4 separate regions of the Mus musculus genome follow, and all the other regions are linked to region 2. The links are chromatin contacts, called in public HiChIP or PLAC-seq maps. All regions are on one chromosome and are shown on one strand. Each heading gives the region's core, a stretch centred on a gene start, on an enhancer-like site or on the middle of the called end of the contact. The rest is flanking DNA. Distances are from core to core; before and after follow the strand shown. Region 1 overlaps Gm39292 (a long non-coding RNA gene). Region 2 holds the start of Sesn3 (sestrin 3). Region 3 has its middle 28 kb from the start of Gm39292. Region 4 has its middle 15 kb from the start of 1700019J19Rik.

Region 1 (3,100 bases), core at 194-2,693, 130 kb before region 2:
AATATTGAGTCGGCAAATTGGACAACAGTGTCAGCTCCATAGGGCAGTGGGAGACCCAGGAAGGTATGGGTAAGGATTTATCCACGATAAAACCTTACATAAGAAAATATCTCCAGGGAACCAATATTTATATGATTGGTGTTACTTAAATATGAGCAAAAGCAAATAGATATAAATTCCTTAAGATGAGGCTTTTATATAAATAGAAGTCAAAATGAATTTACAGACCAAATACAGAGGAGATAAATATGCAAATCTGCAAATGAAACACAACTCAAAATCTAAACTGAAGCCTAAGGAAATGGTCAGCTCTAACTTTTTATTGTCTTGGTTTTTTCATTGGTTTTCATTTTATTGGATTTCTTACCAGTGCTAATGCTCAATTTATAACATGAATATGATGCTGAGGGCCTCACTATCCTGCCCCTTCTTTTGTTTTCAACAGCATATTGGTATGTATAGGCAGATATGGAAATCACCATGCAGCTCAAGCTAACCTCGAACTCATGATAATCATCTTGCCTGAACTTCCCAAGAGCTGCAGTAAGGTGTGAGCCTCTGTGGAGAGCTGGCAGTACAGGTGTGCACACATCTGTTTGTCCGTTTTCCTTGCCTTTCCATGTAAGCTCTCAGGGCTTCCACACCTCAAGCTATAAAACAAACGCAAAACAGAGGTAGTTAAACAGCAGAGTGATAGCCTTGCTAATAATCTCAACAAGAAGGAGTCAGTTTCATCACCTGAAAAAAAAAGTACTAGAAGACAGCAGGTTATGCCACAAGGCTCAGCTCAGAATTCTAAGGTAAGAGGATGGGCTGCAAATTCAGATTAACTGTCAATTCTAGATGTATTAAGACAGTCATGGAACCAGGCCTGGAAGTTGCATATCTATAATCTCAGCTACTCAAGAGGTTGAGGGAGGATTCCAAGTTCAAGCCTGTCTGGGCAACAAGATCCTTTCTGAAAACCAGAGGCCAAAATGAAGGCTAAAGACACTGCCTGGTGGTAGAGCACTTGCCTAGTATCTTCAAGGTCCAAGGTTCAAATGCCAACACCACTAAATAAATAAATATAAATGTTATTTATTTGTTTATTTACATATTTAATTTTAATTATAAATTTTATATAGTTTTAATCTTATATAATTATATACAATTTATAAATCAATAAAGTTATACATTTACTTAAATTTTATTCATTTGTTTATTTATGTATTTATTTTATAGAGATAAGATGACACGTGTGTGAAGGTCAGAGAACTTTAAGAATCAGTGCTCTCCTTCTTCCATGTGGGTTCTGGTGGTTGAACTTGGGTCATCAGGCTTGGTGTCAAAGTCCTTTAGCATCAAGCATCTCCCACCCACAAAAGCAAAAGCAGAACAGAGATGGTGGAGACAGCACAGGCAGATGTGGCGTGGGGCCTGGCTTTGGTTCGTCTACCTCGGCTGCACAGCCGCTTGGGTTTTCTTTTTGACTTCCTCTTCTACTAACTGCCAGAGATCTGACTCGGGAAATGTGTGTGAATCCTCAACACATTGTGTTCTTGTGACGTGTGATGGGAAAGGCTCAGCAGCTCTTGGATGTGGAAGGTGGGTGGACAGTCTCCAACACCCGACTGACTGATGGGGTAAGGAAAGAAGTCTGGACAGAAGAGAGGACAAGACGTCTGGGAGTGCCCAAGCAGTGAATGTCAGAACCGGAGGCAGCAAGCCGAGGGATCTCATAACGTCCCCTCCCCAGAACTGGGCTCATCTATGTACGCCGCAGTGCCTGGCTGCTTACTATGTTCTCAGTACTAGAACTCAGGTCCTTGTGCCTGCGTGACAAACCCTTTACCCACTGAACCATCACTCCAACCACAAGCTTTTTAGTTTTCATATAAAGAAACACATTTGCTTTCTGCTCTAATGGTTCTCTTAGGAATCCTGAAGTTCTCAGGAGAATCAAAGCACAGATGTGAGACAGCAAGTTATACTTTCATTCAGGAGAGAAAAACTTGACAGCCAAGAGAAAAGGAAGCTGCTCTGGATTCCTGTCTCCTGCAGCTGGGAAGTTTTGCAAAGGTCCCCAGGGAGGAACAGGGCCACCAAAGGCTGAGCAAGAGTGACTCGGGAACATTCTGAGTCAAGCAGGGACTGGGGACCAGAATGCAAGATAAGGCATGGAATTAGCGGAGGCCATTTCCCTTGCTTCTCAGGGACCTCCTAAAACACATAGTCCAGGAGGTCCCTAGGGAGGGCAAACTGCCAACGGTGGAGGACGTGGCTCACACCTAGGATGGTGCCTTTCTCCTTGGATACAGGGAAACATTCTAACTGGCAGGAGGTATCAGGAGCATGAGAAGAAGAAAGTAAAAGACTTTCAGTCCCAGTGAGAGTGGCCAGGCAGAGAAGGTGTCTATGTGGAGGGGTTCCCTGAGAGGCACTAAAGCCATGGCAGCCTTGGATGGGACAGATGGAGCCACTATAAATTAAGTATTAAAAGTCAACGTGACGAACAGCCCATTCACAGTGTCAATAAAATTGATACTACCAATCAAATCAGCACCAGCTGCAAACCAATTTAACAAGAGAGAAAGATGGTCAGCAGCCAACTAAACTAGGAGATCTTATCGATAATACAGAACTAGTGACTAATATACCACATTATTAATGGGATTATATATTTATCTTTACCATAATCATCCTCACAAAATGGATGCAAACCCAATGAGAATCAAATGTTTAACAAATTCGCAAAATAAGTTTGAGTTTCTTATGGGGAAAAACATGTCAGAACAGAAAGGAAGAAAAGTGGAGATGGGGGAAGGGGGAAAGGGAAGGACAGGACAGGAAGAGGAAATGGATGAGAAAGGAAGGGGACCAGAGGGAAGGGATGGGGAGGGGAAAGAAGAAGGGGAGGGGGAAGGGAGGGGGAAAAGGAGAAGTAGAGGGGGGGAGAGAAGGGGAAGGGGGGAGGAGCAGGATTACTGCCTTATCAGATACCACATAAAATCATTACAAAAAAATATTCTGGTATTGGCTCAGATGAGTGGACTAGAGTAAAACATTCAGAAAAGCCCTGGTATACATAGGAATGGATTACAGGGCAACGGGAACACCC
Region 2 (3,337 bases), core at 83-2,582:
GATACATTCTACAAATTGCAGGCCTTCACAATTCCTGACACACTCGAGACCTTTAGAAAACGAGAAGCCGAGAATACAGATTAGGTTCTCAAGAGCGAAAACAGGTGATGTCATAGCACGCAGTGCGGTGTGGTCACCGCCAAGGCCGGCTGGGGAACTGCAGTTCTTGGGAGCTTGGTGCTCTGCGCCAGTAGCAGAAGCACCCTATCATGGGCTCCACGACACCGGTGAGCACCCTGAGCCAATCAGGTGCTCGCTTTGCACCGCCTTTGTTCTCACTGGGGAGCAGGCAGCCAGAGTCTGGTCTGCAGTCCGGGGTTGGTGTTTGGCCCCTCGGAGTACCTGGCTCTCTCACTCGCCTGGGTTGGGCATCTGGCCAGCCGGAGCTTTCCTCAGTGACTTATGCCTTCTGTCTCCAGAACATAGAAGCTAAACCCTGACTCACCGTTGTCAGTTTTGAGAGAGGAAGGTCCAGTCCAATCGTTTTAAATGGCAATTCGTACTCAAAACCTTCCATCACAGGCAGGGATTGTGCTCTGCAAGTTTCTAACCAGAGGCCTCCCACAGGATTTGTGTGTGTGTGTGTGTGTGTGTGTGTGTGTGTGTGTGTGTGTGTGTATCAATCTCTGACTTGTTCATGATAAACGAACTTTCTTTGCTGTGAGAACGATCGTCGGAGAGAGGGAAAAACCCCTAAACCAAAGATGTGTCTCCGGGTCTCCAACTCCAATAGCTGTGTAGACTTCTAACTCTACAGCCGTAGGTAGTTGGTCTTTCGTACCAGATTTACAGAGTGCATAAAGAACATAAAGTTCTTTGAGATCTGTGGGAGCAAAGTGCTGCAAGACCGCAGTCTTCCTCACAGCTATTAGATTTAGATCCATGGAGAGAAAGCTGAATCTCTGCCCCGGAGGAAGGAACGTTCTAGCGTCCACCCGGCCCACTCCCGAGAGATCAGGAAATGTTTAGCTAGGTCTCAGATCCTCTAGCGAGCTCTAGCTTCCAGCTATTTAATCTCACTCTCCATTCTGCACGGTTTTTGCAGAGAGGCGTGGCTTGTCCTGAGGGTGGCGCTAGAGTTCCTGATAATTTGCATACACCACACCTCCATTTCTCATTGGTAGATTGGAGTCCCTCCCACCCCACTACCTAACTAACCCAGGGTCACTCTTCAGCATCGAGCCTCGGAGATAAACTTAACTTGCCCGGAGATTCGTGTTGCTCTCGCCTCCCGCGATTGGCCGGAGCCACTCATTGGATGCGGGTGCAGAAGGGGGCGTTGCCGGTGCCGTCTGGTTGGCGGGAGGGGGCGGTGCCCAGCGCGGCTGCCCTGAAGGCGGCGGGCCTCGGGGGCGGGGCCGCACTGAGAAGCTGAGACGGCCGCGGCTGCTCGTCCTGGCTGGCGGGGCGGGGGTCTGGCGATGGGGGCGGGAGGAACAACGGGTCGCTGAGTGCCGCGGCTGCCGTCCCCGCCGAGCTCGCGCGGGCAGCCGCTGCGCCGTCGCTGCCGCCCGACCCCCTGAGAAGAGAACGTTGAAGCAGCCCTTCGCTAGCGGCCGCGGTGACAGCCCGGCTCCGGCGCGATGAACCGCGGTGGCAGCAGCGCGTCGGCCTCGGCCAACTACCTGCTCTGCACCAACTGCCGGAAAGTGCTGCGGAAGGTACGGCGCGGCCGCGTCCGGCGGCGAGGCGCTCCCCACGGTCCGGGTCCGGGCGGCGCTTGCGGGGGAGGGGGGACGAGAGGCAAAGTGTCCCCCCGCGGGTCCCTGCGCCCGGCCCCTGGGCTGCCGCCGGGTCTGCCCCGAGGCTGAAGGGATGCTGGGATGCTGGGAGGAACCGGCTCGGCTGGGGATGGAGGCTGGCCTGAAATCACAGCAACCAGTTTGGTCTGCAGGAGACTGGCTGCCTCTCCCCGGTGGCTGACTCTGGGGGGGTGTTTTCTTCGACTGGGTCGCTTCTGCCAGGCCTACGGTGCCTTGGCACCGCCTCTTGACATTCTCTTGGTGGGTCCCGAAAGGCACCATGAAGGCATCTTGAACTTTATACCCATAGGAAATGCTGTTCGATCTTCCAGCGCTTTCAGCTTGGGTTGGTGGAGGTGGAGGCTGAAGACGACTTGGGTTCGCCCTCCTTATCATCCCCCACCGCGATGTCGATCGAGAAAATCCGACCCAGGATTGGCTTATTGCTTTCCAGAGTGACTGATAGAAAGTTTACTCCAGTATTGTTTAGCTTACTTGGCTTAATCGCCCCGTGGGGGATGGGGATGCAGGGAGAGAAAGGATGACAAAATGTCCCTGTAGACGCAGAAGAGGTTTTAATAAGATCTGAATAGCCTCCTTGACTAATATAATCTGTTTCTTTTTTACACTCTTATTTTTACATTGCATGAAATGAAATCATTAGGTGAGGTGTTTCTGTTTGTCCAGCACCAATGAATTAAAATTGCTGAGCTGTGCATATTTGAGAGCTAAGATGAATATGGTGCCGTTTTTGTCAATTTTCCTATCTACAGTCAATTTAGGATTGCTCTTTATGTCCTAGGAAAAACAAGCAAGCACATAAATAAGCAAGCTCAAATATTTGCGCTCTTTGTCCAAAAACTGTTTTTCTTCCTCTGTGGGTCAGGCCAAGTGCCAATCAAAGTTGTTTTTCAAGCCTCTTTTCCCTGCCGTGGAGCTGGTTCTTCCCCCTCCTTTCTCCTATTTTATTTGAGAGCGTCAGGAAAGCAAAGGAATTGCAGGTTTGAAGTTAATCAAACAATTAAATACGCCTTAAATTGTGTTTATTGGATATGTTTCTCTTAAAAAAGATTTTTATTAAATGTGCATGTTGAGTATGTGCAGTTATTTTTTTCCCCATAAACTCCTGGATCAAATTACAGTTGATACTTGCTCAGCTCATTGTAGGGCAGCTTGTGAGAAATGGAATGGATCAGAAGCTTGCTTGGTTCAGCGACGTTGAATGTTAACTCTTTCACTGCTGGACCACATGGCATCTGAATAGAGGCTTTAAAACTTATTGTTTCTTAATTTTTAAGCTGAAACTGTCTTTGTCAGAAGAAACAGGGCCAGTGAAACCTATTTAATTCAACTTTCTCCCTGCTAAAATGAAAGGAAGTTTTTATCCTAATGTGGAGAACAGTGCTATAACTAATTTATTTAAGTGATATGATTCTATTTCAATGGAAGCACATTGATTTTGTTTGTTTGTTTGTTTGTTTGTTTTTTTGAGACAGGGTTTCTCTGAATAGCCCTGGCTGTCCTGGAACTCACTTTGTAGACCAGGATGGCCTCAAACTCAGAAACCCGCCTGCCTCTGCCTCCCAAGTGCTGGG
Region 3 (3,355 bases), core at 27-2,526, 150 kb before region 2:
TATTCATTCAAAGAAAGTCACCCTGGCCCACCTGACCATTGCTGGAACCCGCTATGCAAATGTGCTATTATTAGAGGCTAATAGAAAACTGTCTTGACTTTCCACTTCCATGTGACTCTTAACTGGTATTTTTGGTATTTTCCAACAACGCCCTCTCCATCCCCTTGAGTTATAGTTTCTTCCTTTAAATACCCCCTTACCCAGCTACTCTGGGCGTCACAGTCCTCTACCCCTGCATGGTGTATGACTGTGGGCCCCAGAGCGCTCTTGGAATAAAAAGCCCTCTTGCAGTTTGCATCAAGGCCATTTCTCGTGAGTGATTTGGGGTGTTGCCTCTCCTGAGTCAGAACGTGGGGGAGTCCTCACATTGTGGTTCTTTCAATAACTTAGTGGATTATGTTGCTTATGTGCCATGCAATCATAAGGACCTGAGTTTGGTCTCCCCAGAACCTACAAAAAAAACAAAGTGTGTCTGCAAACACTTGTAATTCCAGAGCAGAGAGGCTGAGACAGGGAGATTCCTGGTGCTTGTCTGGCAAGCCAGCCTAGCCAAATTAGAGCTCTGAGCACAATGAGAGGCTCACCTTAAAAGAGTCGAGTGACTAAAGCACCCAACATCCACTGCTAACCTCCACACACACTTACACACATATATACATTCGGACATAATACATGTGCACCTCATCTACTATACACATGTACATGCAAAAAGACAAGTTTTTTTCCAAGAAATGTAAAATATTTTAAAAATCACAATGAATGTCCCTTATCTTGAGATGGAACCTAGATGGAACCTAGCCTAGATAGAACCACAGAACACTATGGATGGGCCTTAAGGGCAATAGACTCACCATACTCCTGGTCCTGTCTGTTTCCTGATCTGTCAAGATATGGGGAGCCTTCACTATCCACCATGTTCTCCTTGCCCTAATGGTGTTTGTGTCTCAACCCATGGCTCAGAATAAACTGGTTCTCCCTTAAACTGCCTCCCTGGTGTATTTTGTCATAAAAGTAGAAACTAATTAAAATATGCTCACTGGTTTTCCTCCTGATAATGAGTGTCAAGACCAACAAGTCACTCAGATTCTACATCAAGAAATAACAAGTTGAGAGAAAGGGCCAACCAACCTCCACATGCCAAATTCTGTACTAACTTACCCCTAAGGGATGCCACAGGCCCTGCTATGTAGCTATTTCCCTCACATTGAAGCATTCTGTCTTATAGGGAAGAGAGTGGCTCATCACACTGGAAAAGCAGAACTTAAATGACTCAGGATGGCAGGAAGTTAAGAGACTCACAAGGCCATTTCCACCATTCTGTAACAGTAAGCAAGTGTTGGAGCTGAGGAAACTCTTTTTGGTTTAGCTGCTAGCAAGTTGATGGGTGACCTCCAGAAATGCAGCTTCCACCAGTTGTCAGCCATGCTTGGGTGGGCTTTTTAGTGGTGATGCTGACTTTAGATCATCCAAGCTCTTGTAAGAAACCACTCACCCTTGTGAACTCATGGCTTCTCAGAACTAGACAATGTGGAACTATTTGCTTTGGTAGATGTTGCTATCTGATAGATAAAATAATCATTAGCTCATACCTCTCAGTAAGTCATTTAATGATTCCTTATTCAAGTTCCTGGTTTTAGAGTTGAAAACACTAAAACAATCTAAAACAAAGAGTTTTCTAGTTTTGAGGCAGTTGGTGTGTCAAATCATTACCAGGCAAAATTTCTTGGTCTAGCACATTCTAATAGTCTCTGACTCAAGAAAATGCCTAAGAACAAAATGTAGGCTTAAAGTTTCAGAGAACAATAGAGTGTTCAGAACAATTTAAGCAATGAAGAGAAGAGTTTTTCAAAACTATAAAAATCATACCATGTTTGCAAAATCCCCATGGCACAAGAAAGGTGAACATCTCCCAATAATGAGCTGGTGTGGTAGTGATCAGATCTAGCCCAAATATGTAAGCAAACACCACAAGTTTGCTTCTGGGTGAGCCCATGGAGAGGCCCTCCCCATTCAAACTACAACAGTTGACTCTAATTTGGAGAATTGCTGTGGTTTTGCAGGGCACTGGGCAGCCAGGCCCTTCTCCAGGTGTTTGAGAGGAGTCTACTAGGCAGGATCAGCTCAGTGAATGACATGACTTTGGGCCTCCATGAAGAGTAAAAGGGAGAATATCTTGACCAGGCCTGACTAACTAGATACACCATCCCTGTAGAAAGAGAAACTGCTTAAAATACAGGTATAAGATGCAGGCTAGAGTAATTCTGGACTTTTTCTTTGAGGATATTACAGAAAATCTTCAAGATCTTATAAACATGTTTGCTTAGCTAGTTTAGTTACTTGTGTATTGTCGTGATAGGACACCATGACAAAAGCAACTTATAGAAGAAATTTTATAGCTCTAGAGGGTTAGAGTCCATGACCATCATGGTATGGGGCACTACAGCAATTAAGGCATGGCACTGGAGCAGTAGCTGAGACACAGTTGTGAGGGAGAGGAAGAGGGAGAGGGAGAGGGGGAGGGGGAGGGGGAGGGGGAGGGGAGGGGGAGATTGGGAATAGCAGGGCTTTTTGAAACCTCAAAGACCATCCCAATGACAGACCTCCTCCAACAAAGCCATACTTCCTAATCCTTCTCAAAAAAGTTCCACCAACTGGAGCACAAACATTCAAATGTATGAGCCTATCTGTGTCGGGGGGGGGGGGGCACAATCTCATTCAAATCAGAGACTATTTTCAGTCACTTTCACTGAGAGTCTGGAAGGATGATGTCCTGGGTGTATTGTAAAACCCAGGGACCCCAAGGACAGAGGGATTTTGTTTTCTTTGTACCAATTCACAAGTTATTCTGAGCCTCTGTCTGTGCTAGGTCTACTGGACAAAGAGAAGGAGGTACAGATTTAGAATCTACATATAGTTCTTGGTATAACCTTATCTTGTAAAACAAAACTATAACAAAAAAACTACAAAATTTATTAACATTAGTCTAATGAAGACATGAATTCAAAGTAGACATGTACCAGATTACCTCTCTCTCTCTCTCTCTCTCTCTCTCTCTCTCTCTCTCTCTCTCTCTCTCCCTCCCTCCCTCCCTCCCTCCCTCTTTCTTTCTTTCTTTCTTTCTTTCTTTCTTTCTTTCTTTCTTTCTTTTTTCTGTGATAAAACACTCCAGTGTATAGAACTTTAATGGAGAAACAGTTCATTCAGCTTACAATTCCAGGTTACAACCCATCACTGTGGGGATGTTAGGCAATTACTTAAAGTTAGTCAAATCAAGAGTTGAGTAAAGACAAATGAATGCATGCATGCCTACACAGCTCACCTTCTCTGGTCTAATATATCCAGGACTCAGATCTAG
Region 4 (2,995 bases), core at 454-2,953, 200 kb before region 2:
CTAGTCGGCCATCACTGGAAAGAGAGGCCCATTGGACACGCAAAATTTATATGCCCCAGTACAGGGGAACGCCAGGGCCAAAAAGGGGGAGTGGGTGGGTAGGGGAGTGGGGGTGGGTGGGTATGGGGGACTTTTGGTATAGCATTGGAAATGTAAATGAGCTAAATACCTAATAAAAAATTAAAAAAAAAAAGAACAAAGCAGTAGTATAGCCCTCAATGACACTCTGCTATACTCGTAACTCTGTGCCTTGCCCAAGCGTCCTCAGAGAGGTTTCTCCCTAGAGAAGAAGGGAAAATCAGAGACCCACAGCCACATACCATCCAGAGAGTGGGAGTGTGGAACACTCATGCTTTAACAGCACATCTCCATCAAATTCCTCCCCTCAGGGCTGTGGTAGAGGGGGCAGAAAGAGTGTAAGGGACAGAGATAATGGAGGACACCAAGAAATGAGGCCCTCTAAATCAACAGAATCCACGCACATATAAGCTCACAAAGATAGAAGCAGCGTGCATGAGGCCTGCATGGCTCTGTGCCACGTGGGGTCTTAGAACTGAAAGGAGAAGTGGACACATGGCGTCATCACTAACCCAGAAGTTATCAACCCATTTGATAACCACTTGCAATTTAGTTTCCTCCAAGGAAGTCTCACTAGGGAAACTAATTATGACTAAGGTGGCTGCGTGCCCAGCAGTAAATGCCAACAGAAAATGAACTCAGTGGTAACAGTTGAGGTTCCTTGTCTCACAACGTCTCATCAGGGTGCTGGGGGTTTTGTGGTTGTTTTTGTTTTTTTTTTTGAATTATCTTCTTTTTAATCCTAATTTAATTCTTTATGTTTATTTTTTCTCTCTTTTTATCATACAGGTCTTTTTCATATATACTGTGGCTTCCAGTTTAAGGTTTGCATGAAATTCGTGAGTGTGCAGATGAACCGGTCTCATTATTCTATTTTATTATTATCCCTTAAGAAGCCTGTTTGTTTCTTAATGAGAGGCAGAAATGAGATGGATCCTGATGGGAAAAGAGGTAGGGAGAAATAGGGAGGAGTAGAAAGAGGAGAAATAGGGAGGAGTAGAAGGAGGAGAAGTAGGGAGGAGTAGAGAGAGGGGTAATGGGAGGAGTGGAGGGAAGAGGTAATGGGAGGAGTAGAGGGAGGAGGAACTGGGAGGAGTAGAGGGAGGAGGAACTGGGAGGAGTAGAGAGAGGAGGTAATGGGAGGAGTAGAGGGAGGAGTTAATGGGAGGAGTAGAGGGAGGAGGATCTGGGAGGAGTAGAGGGAGGAGGAACTGGGAGGAATAGAGGGAGGAGGAACTGGGAGGAGTAGAGGGAGGAGGAACTGGGAGGAGTAGAGGGAAGAGGTAATGGGAGGAGTAGAGGGAGGAGGAACTGGGAGGAGTAGAGGGAGGAGGAACTGGAAGAAGTGGAGGAAGGAGGAATTTGGAGGAGTAGAGAGAGTAGGAACTGCAACCAGGATACAGTATATGAACAAAAACCCATTTTTCAACAACATCATCATCAACAACAACTAAAATAAAATAATAATTTAAAAAGAAGGCGGTCTGTAACCTGGGCCTTCCTCCCAGGTCCCTGGCAAACAACACGTTTTGGAGCACTGGATCACCCTGGCCTTGTAAGCAACTTCTGAGTGAGATCCTGGGCAGTAGAACAGTTTAGGACAATCCTACCCAGCCAGCTCTTTTCACTGCTGGACACTGAGCACAATGCAAGGACACTCGCTGAGCCAGCAGCTGGGGACGCTGGCACACAGTGCAGGCTTCTCTCATTTGCTGGCCACATGCCCAGGACATCAAGCTGCTCTCTAAGTGATATCAGTCAAAGTGGGGCAGGATAACCCCACCTGTCTCTAAACGCATCATTCATTGGGCATGTTCGTTTGTAACTCATTACTCAAGTGAGATAATGACAGTGTGCACAGGATCCTTGACATGATTTACAGAGAATTCTGAGCCTAATGCCTGGCACATACAGAGAAGTCAATTAATTTAACTCAAGGGACCATTCTTGTTAGTTGTCTCTATGGAGTAACTTACTGAAGCAGCTCTAAATAAGGGATAGTATATTGAGCCATAAACTGTCATTAATAATCAGTTTAATAAAGGATTTTCAGATTCAACTTTGACCCCAGTTAGGACCTCTGGGATCAGGGTCCAGAGAAAATGGGCAGGACATGATGATTTGAAAGAGTCAAAGCACTGATGGAGGCTGGCAGGACCAGGTGGGCAGTATAACAGGGCTGGTGGAGGCCCCAGAGTCCTGCTAGGAAAACAAGATCCCAAGGTGGAGAGAGAAAGAGGTCTGCGCTGAGCAAGCAAGAAACATGGTTTGCATCCAAACTGAGATCTAATTCCCTGTGTAACTTCACAAGTCACTAAACTTCTTTCAGGGTTAGTGCACTTAGCACCAAATGCTGGGTGAGTTTGGTCACCTTGAGGACCCTCTGAGAGGTCACAGCAAAGATTTCCTAGCTTTCTTTAGAGAGTATTTGTGAAGTAAGTTTTTATCATGGAGCTTAGCTTTGAAAAATCCTGTAAATGTTAACACTGTCCAAGCTACATATGGTGACTTACAAGTAAGTCAAGATTTAAGAAATATCCCTCTTATAAAATCCTATACAATATGCATTGTTTCAAGGTTTCAGTAAATCTCATCCATATCTTTTTTAAAATTGATAAGGACACTTTGCAAATGATGTTTTTAAAGAAGCAAGTTTTAACTGGTAGGAAGGGGCAGGTCAGGACCTTGGCATTCAGAGTTTGAAAATATTTATGTTCTGCCTTTGTAAGGTTTGTTATTGTTCAGGACACAATTTCTTTTGAATTTTTAAATCATGGCAAAGAAGAGCATTAAGTTATACTTAACAAAATTAGAAGGTAAATTACCAAGAAGCAGATGATTATAGTGAGGTTGTTTTTATGTTCCTCCGTTTTCTCCGGAAATGAAAAGCTTTCAATCAAAACATCTATCTGCTTTA

The links. HiChIP or PLAC-seq counts read pairs in DNA pulled down with a chosen protein or histone mark.
Region 1: a contact with region 2 is called in an H3K4me3 HiChIP or PLAC-seq map of the 230-238 cell line, with 21 read pairs. The contact joins the enhancer-like site here to the promoter of Sesn3 in region 2. A contact is called at or near these places in 11 of 39 promoter capture datasets (the 3T3-L1 cell line, 3T3-L1-derived adipocytes, the C10 cell line and 5 more), 3 of 15 datasets of contacts at CTCF or cohesin (CD8 T cells, the NIH/3T3 cell line and pro-B cells), 3 of 484 Hi-C or Micro-C datasets (myocytes, nephron progenitors and olfactory sensory neurons), 11 of 115 datasets of contacts at active chromatin or transcription factors (the 230-238 cell line, CD8 T cells, the SCID.adh cell line and 8 more) and 3 of 9 other capture datasets (liver, macrophages and pancreatic islet).
Region 3: a contact with region 2 is called in an H3K4me3 HiChIP or PLAC-seq map of bone marrow-derived macrophages, with 2.6 times the contacts expected there. The contact joins the enhancer-like site here to the promoter of Sesn3 in region 2. A contact is called at or near these places in 11 of 39 promoter capture datasets (the 3T3-L1 cell line, 3T3-L1-derived adipocytes, the C10 cell line and 7 more), 1 of 15 datasets of contacts at CTCF or cohesin (CD8 T cells), 4 of 484 Hi-C or Micro-C datasets (the HPC-7 cell line, bone marrow-derived macrophages, nephron progenitors and 1 more), 9 of 115 datasets of contacts at active chromatin or transcription factors (the 230-238 cell line, CD8 T cells, the SCID.adh cell line and 6 more) and 3 of 9 other capture datasets (embryonic stem cells, liver and pancreatic islet).
Region 4: a contact with region 2 is called in an H3K4me3 HiChIP or PLAC-seq map of neural progenitor cells, with 33 read pairs. The contact joins the enhancer-like site here to the promoter of Sesn3 in region 2. A contact is called at or near these places in 17 of 39 promoter capture datasets (the 3T3-L1 cell line, 3T3-L1-derived adipocytes, the C10 cell line and 11 more), 3 of 15 datasets of contacts at CTCF or cohesin (CD8 T cells, large pre-B cells and pro-B cells), 28 of 484 Hi-C or Micro-C datasets (B cells, the C2C12 cell line, CD4 T cells and 22 more), 24 of 115 datasets of contacts at active chromatin or transcription factors (the 230-238 cell line, CD8 T cells, the SCID.adh cell line and 18 more) and 4 of 9 other capture datasets (adipose tissue, liver, macrophages and 1 more).

What each region holds. Positions count from the first base shown.
Region 1 is chr9:14,145,833-14,148,932 of GRCm38.p6, forward strand. Gm39292 (a long non-coding RNA gene) reads right to left here. Exons shown (of 3, transcript XR_870548.1): 3 at 368-650. Among named protein-coding and RNA genes, the nearest start is that of Gm39292, 5.2 kb to the right of the region's middle. Within about 2 kb of position 1,444, at least 34 of the 459 cell types and tissues checked have an H3K27ac peak or open chromatin away from gene starts, as enhancers often do. A contact at or near this core is called in the 230-238 cell line and pro-B cells, where this site is marked.
Region 2 is chr9:14,274,969-14,278,305 of GRCm38.p6, forward strand. Sesn3 (sestrin 3) reads left to right here and starts at 1,333. Exons shown (of 10, transcript NM_030261.4): 1 at 1,333-1,661. The coding sequence starts at 1,584.
Region 3 is chr9:14,123,210-14,126,564 of GRCm38.p6, forward strand. No RefSeq gene overlaps it. Among named protein-coding and RNA genes, the nearest start is that of Gm39292, 28 kb to the right of the region's middle. Within about 2 kb of position 1,277, at least 2 of the 459 cell types and tissues checked have an H3K27ac peak or open chromatin away from gene starts, as enhancers often do. A contact at or near this core is called in bone marrow-derived macrophages, where this site is marked.
Region 4 is chr9:14,073,823-14,076,817 of GRCm38.p6, forward strand. No RefSeq gene overlaps it. Among named protein-coding and RNA genes, the nearest start is that of 1700019J19Rik, 15 kb to the right of the region's middle. Within about 2 kb of position 1,704, at least 62 of the 459 cell types and tissues checked have an H3K27ac peak or open chromatin away from gene starts, as enhancers often do. A contact at or near this core is called in B cells, the HPC-5 cell line, the HPC-7 cell line and 7 more, where this site is marked.